2 separate regions of the Gossypium arboreum genome follow, and region 2 is linked to region 1. Evidence: chromatin contacts called from public Hi-C data. All regions are on one chromosome and are shown on one strand. Each heading gives the region's core, a stretch centred on a gene start, on an enhancer-like site or on the middle of the called end of the contact. The rest is flanking DNA. Distances are from core to core; before and after follow the strand shown.

Region 1 (3,088 bases), core at 54-2,553:
TTCGTGGTCCTAAAACCATTGTTCCGATTAGGGTTTAAATCGGGCTGTTACAACTTGGCCGTGCGACCTCAATTTAGTGCGACCTCAATTTAGTTGATGAAGTCATAAACAGAGAGTTACACGGGCTGAGGACATGGGCGTGTCCCAAGCCACACAGGCGTATGAGACCACACGGCCTACCCACACGGGCGTGTGACCCTCCAAAATAGGAAAAAAAATTTAGTATTGTATAAGTTCCGAGAGTTCTCAGTTTAGTCCCGAACCACACCCAATATATATTTTGGGCCTCGACGGCCATATAAGGGACGATATGCATGTGAATGAAAAGTTTTAAATTTGGGAAAAATTTTATGGCTTGAAAAGTTTTAAATTTGGGAAAAATTTTATGGCTCGGCTTTGTATGATTGTGTGAGTTTATGTTCAGTAACGCCTTGTACCCTGTTCTGGCGTCGAATACGGGTAAGGGGTGTTACAATTATTATCCAATATTACTAATGAGTAAACCTCTAGCAACAAGATAAAAAACGAATTTTTCCTTCTATGAAATGAAATTCAAATTTGGAGAAACAAATAAAATGAATTTTATATTTCTCTATTGCATATGTATATATAATTTAAATAGAGAAAAAGTAGAATAGAAATATAGAGTTTTGCATCTTTCTATCTCGAAAATTCTATTTTTACTAATAGTTTCTAGTCTTGGATCGAATTCTAATGAATCGAATCTTTTGACAATTTGTAAACATTATTAGTGCTATATGTCTCAAATTCATAGTGCCACATATCCCAAACTTAACTATATTACAAAAAGACATTGAAATAATGAATGTAAAAATATTTAAGTATCAAGTTGAAAAAAGTATAAATATTAGATTCGGAAGAAGTTGTTAAATTCAAGGGTCAAATAAGTATTTAAGCCAAAAAAATTTGAGCTAAATGGTAAGTTCAGCCCATATTAAGATGGTCACCCAATTATTTGTAATTTTTTTTTCATTTAATTAAAAAAAGTGAAATGTTACGTAATGATTACCTAACTATTCAATTCTATCATCGGTTAGTTAATGTAAAAATGAAAACACCAAAATATTTAAGATAGTTGGGTGTCCAAAAAAGACAAAATTGAATAGTTGTGTGAGACCATTTTATAACATTTCATAGTTGGGTGATTAAAAAAATTTACTAATAGTTAAATGACCATTTTATAACTTTCTAAAGTTGAGCGACAAAAGAGAAAAAAAAATTGCTGGGTGACTATAATGAAATTTACCCAAAAAAAAAAAAAAAAAATTAGTCTCAATTAAAAAGGTTAAAAGAAAACAAATAAAGTTAAACTAATCGTTTAGCAGTTTCTAACCCTAAAGAAACAGCTTTTGACTGTCGTTCCAGATTTTGGCGGTGGTGGTCGCAGGATTATTGCTAGGTTGTAGTAGATTGCCCAAAGAGATTGAATTTAGGGACCATATTTGATATTTAACCGTCTAACTTGTTCCTTCTTTATTGTTCAATTTCGTCCGGCTCGGTTTGACTGAAGAATCCAGAAACCCTAACCCCAATAGCTGATAGCTTGCGCCTCCTTCAATCTCTCCCCTTGAATTCCTAATGGACAGGAAGCTTGAAACTGCCGAGAAAAAGGTAAGGCACTTTGATATATTTATATGTTAATTTCCAAAGTACTTATTTTTTAAAATAGAATGTTACATGTTCACTAAATTCAGTTTTCATTCCTTTAAAGTCTAATGCTTTATGCTGAAAATGTACAGGTTCTTGTTGAAATCGTGAAGTTGGTTCAAAAGCGAGGACTGGAAGGAACACAAGGAGGATGGAAGGAGTTTTTGAAAACTTATGACAAAAAGTTTGGTGCTTCTTTGAGTGATCCTTCGAAGCGGTCCAATGATGTCTTAGTATCGTTTCTTAAGACATTTACTAAAGATGATGATTTGGAAGTATATTCCTGATCGCTCTTTGTTTTCAATAACAGTATCTTGTTTAATAATCTGGGTTCGAGGATGTGACTGTTATGTTTGTTTGTTTCTATCGCTTGTTTGCAGCTTTTCTCTAGAGTTTTGCAAAGTCATTTAAATAGGAACAGAGTTGAACAATTTAGCAAACAATCTCGGGACAATGAAACCCCTAAGCAGGTATACTAGCATTTTTCTGAGGCAATACATATCGCAAGTAGCTCCGTAGTACCATTTTGTGATTGGTCTTGTTAACTGGTTCTGGTGGCAGTGTAGAGTCTTGTTCGTTTAACTCTGGAACACCCACAATATCTGGTTGATTATGCATTCCCTGTAGTTGATGAGGTTTGTCGATCCTATCTCTTTTAGATTTTTACTTTCATCTCATTTATGCTTCTATCCATCCTCCTGAATCCTTATTAGTTATATATGCAGGGATGGATTGTTATCAAGCCCCCTAAAAAATCCCGGGCGCTGAAGTCCAATGCGATGATTGCTGTTGATTGTGAAATGGTTCTCTGTGATGATGGAACTGAAGCATTAGTGAGAGTTTGTGCTGTAGATCGTGATTTACAGGTATCAAGTGGATTTTTGTAATAGAGTTAAGAAAAAGGACCTATGACTCTACAGCATCTTAATATTAACTAGTTTCCAAAATACCACCTCATATGAATGCAAAACTTGCTGTGGGTTCTCCTAAATGTTTCTAATTTGGTAATTTTACCCTCACGTTAGTTGAGTTCAAGGGCAATTAATTGTTAATTATCATTATCTATCTTGTGCTAGGTAAAAAGGAACTCTTTTTTTTCAGGTCAAAATCAATGAACTTATAAAACCAAACAAAGCAGTGGCTGATTATCGGACTGAGATTACTGGAGTAGCTGCAGGGGACTTGGATGGTGTTACTTGTTCAGTAGCTGACATACAGGTATGCAATGGCTCTAATCTTATTGTTTCTTGGATCTCCTTCAATGTTGTTTATCTGAGCAATGGAAAATTTCTCACAGAAATCCCTGAAGAAGCTGTTATCTAATGGAACTATTTTAGTGGGACATGGTTTGCACAATGATTTGCAAGGTACGTTGCATAATGGCTAAAAGTTATAATTTCATTTTATGGTAGAATCAACT
Region 2 (3,138 bases), core at 388-2,887, 510 kb after region 1:
TTTCTTGTCCCATAAAAATTGCTGTAGACTCCATGCATCCGTTCTTGTTGGGCTGAACCATCATTTTGTTCAACTTATGCACTTTGATGTCATGTTTCGATACCTTAGATGCACGTTTGGTTTCTCCTCCTTTCCTCGTGCTCAAAAAGTGTTTCCACCATTTCTTGAATTTTTTGGTATTAATTTCACATTCATCCAAGTATGCTTGAGCTTCCTTTTGTTCACATCCTTTAGTAGGGGAAAGTGTCTCATTCTCAATGTCGAGAGCAAAGCTCTGTCCTAGTTCTGATTCATCAACCGAAGGAATAGCTTGACAAGTCATTTCTCTCTCGCAACAAGCAATACTTCCTTCGCCATTGTTGACAGATAAAAATGAACAACTTGGGACGGCACCACTGCACTCTGTGATCCTCTTCACATCCTTTATCCTTGATGGCTCTGTAAACTCAACCAGATCCATGGATCGCAGAAAACTTGCACGTCGCTCCTTCACACTTTGCAGCTCATTAAACCAAATTTCATACTCTAATCCATGTTTCGCAACAAGTGATTCTTCAACCAACAAGCAATCCAAGGAATCAAAGAACACATCATTTTCTCCCTCATAAGAGCTCAGCATGTCTTAAGAGTTAAGACCAATGTTCCACATGAAAACCAGCTCTATGCAACTCAACGACTTTCCTAGAACCCCCTTTAATACCTTTCAAAGCCCCCAATTCACGGACCGATTTTTACTCTGTTGATTATGTAAAATAATGGGATTGGAACCCAGCAATTCAACATATGAATATACAATTCTAAAAACATGGATAGATACGAGGAACCAACTTCTGGTCCAGCAGACCACCAATAAGGATCCCAATACAAAATTATAACATTAAAAAAAGGATATGATGCCCGGACCCGGAAATGCTTGCAATAATCAATTAGTTAAAAAAAAAAATCCAAGACGAAAACTTGAATGTACCTTGGGTTCAATGCAAAGCAAACAACACAATTCAAAAACCATCACCGACTTCCCTGTGATCGTGGGTTGCTCAACACTTTAGTAGTCAATTTTGACGTAGTTTAAAATTTATCCCCTGCAACTCTTACTTTACGGTAATAAAAAGAGGGTATCAACTATCAAGTGTAAACATAAAGAGAGAAACTGGCGGTTGAAGAAAAGGTGAAACAAAAAGAACATCGAATCAAATATAATCCAGGAACGAAAACCAAATGGCTTATCGAGATATGGGTTGGACACGCACGAGGAACAAGAACAAAGCGGCGCTGCCCCGGGAAACAAGAAGCTACACTTGTGGTTTCTGCAACTAATTCTTTCTCTTAGCTTTTTTGTTGGTAACAATGGCGAGATGGTTATGAAGAAATACTGGGGCATGAATAAGAATAGTGATAATAATAGCTCTAAATCATTCTTAGTACCCGACAAAGCAAAATTTAAAGAGGAAAAAAAGAGAAGAAAAACTCAGACAACTCAGCTTTTTCAGTGTTGACAAGAAGGGAGCTGTGAAAAGGAGGTAGCATCTCAGAGATTATTGGTGCAAAATGTTAATAGTTAACAAAGTTAATAACCATTAAAGCTACCATAGTTGGTTTTTTATGTGATCACATTTTGAAAATTTGTAACAGGTTACTGAGGGGGCGTTACATGGTTGATTGCACCCGGTGTAAGACACCAACAAAGGCTAGGGTCAACATCACTATAGCTGGTTACTTTCATAGGAAAGGGTCAACACCAATAACAGTCTAGTGTCTAAACTAAGGTAGCAAAAAAAAAGGAAAGAATGAACCTGAAATGGTTAAACATATAGGGTGGTTGCTTTTCTGCAAAATAACAAGAACACACACAGATTATGCTCTGTGTGTGTGTTTTTTTTAAGAAAATACTGTATTTAAAAAATAATTAGAAATTTAACCCCTTTCAATATTTTAAAAATATACCTATTTTATAGAAAAATAAAAAAATTTGTTGACTTCTTGAAAATGCATTCTGCAAAACACTTTTATTTAATAACTTGAGAGATTAACTATTATTTTTCAAATACGTATACAAAACATATTTTCTATTTCTATCTTTAAAATCAATCAATTTCTTTAAATAAAATTGAGCCTATTTTCCATTATCTTCAAAAATCGACTAATTTACTCTATCAAAATTATTTTATCTTTAAAATCAATCAATTTCTTTAAATAAAATTGAGCCTATTTTCCATTATCTTCAAAAATCGACTAATTTACTCTATCAAAAATTATTTTGGGTCTCCTTTTAGAGTCAGATTCCGGGTTTTGGGGGTTTTTGTTGGAGAATAGTCTAAAAGAAGATAATGGGTTTTTTACCCCAATATTATAAAAAAAAAATTTATACACCAAAATAGGTTGTCAGTCAGATTAATTACGAAAATGGTATACTTTTTGAGGTTGTGCCTACTGCAGGCACAACCTATTATTTATTATTATTATTTTTTGTTTTAAAAATTATTATTATATTATTTTTAATATTTATATTAATATATGGATAAAAATATGAGTTTTATACGGATAAAAATACTTGAAACAATCGAGCACATCGGTAAGCACGACTAGTCGTGCCTAACAGAGGCACAACACCTACACATTTCCTTTTCTTTCTTTGCATTTTACAAAAATTGGTCTTATATCACTTTTGGTCCCTCTACTAGGCCTAAAATTAAAATTTAATCTTTATACTTGAATTTCTACAATAATATTTGGTCCTATTTTTATAATTTTTTCCAAATAATTAATATTGTTAATTACTCTGTTAAAGTTTTTAACGTGTTTTTTAAACAAAATATTAGTTTAACAAAATAATGATATGTTAAGTTTGTAATAAGTTTTAAATAATAAAATTTCTAACAAAATGTATTCCAACTTAACATATCATTGTTTTGTTAAACTAATATTTTGTTTAAAAAACACGCCAAAATTTTATCGAGTAATTAACAAAAATTTTAATACAATTTTGTTAGAAATTTTATTATTTAAAACTTATTCAACTTAACATATCATTGTTTTGTTAAACTAATCAAAAATTTTATAGAGTAATTAACAAAATTTTAATACAAGTTTGTTAGAAATTTTATTATTTAAAACTTATTCTAACTTAACATATCATTA

Evidence for each region. Hi-C and Micro-C count contacts between places; a contact is called where the count stands out from the background.
Region 2: a Hi-C map of leaf shows a contact between it and region 1, with 4 times the contacts expected there. The contact joins the promoter of LOC108473009 here to the promoter of LOC108486613 in region 1. A contact is called at or near these places in 2 of 5 Hi-C or Micro-C datasets (both in leaf).

Annotation. Positions count from the first base shown.
Region 1 is chr11:90,165,778-90,168,865 of ASM2569848v2, forward strand. It overlaps LOC108486613 (small RNA degrading nuclease 3), which reads left to right and starts at 1,304. Exons shown (of 12, transcript XM_017790752.2): 1 at 1,304-1,632; 2 at 1,761-1,943; 3 at 2,049-2,138; 4 at 2,235-2,303; 5 at 2,394-2,534; 6 at 2,770-2,886; 7 at 2,966-3,035. The coding sequence starts at 1,600.
Region 2 is chr11:90,675,720-90,678,857 of ASM2569848v2, forward strand. It overlaps LOC108473009, which reads right to left and starts at 1,638. Exons shown (of 8, transcript XM_053022304.1): 1 at 968-1,638; 2 at 1-736. The coding sequence starts at 619.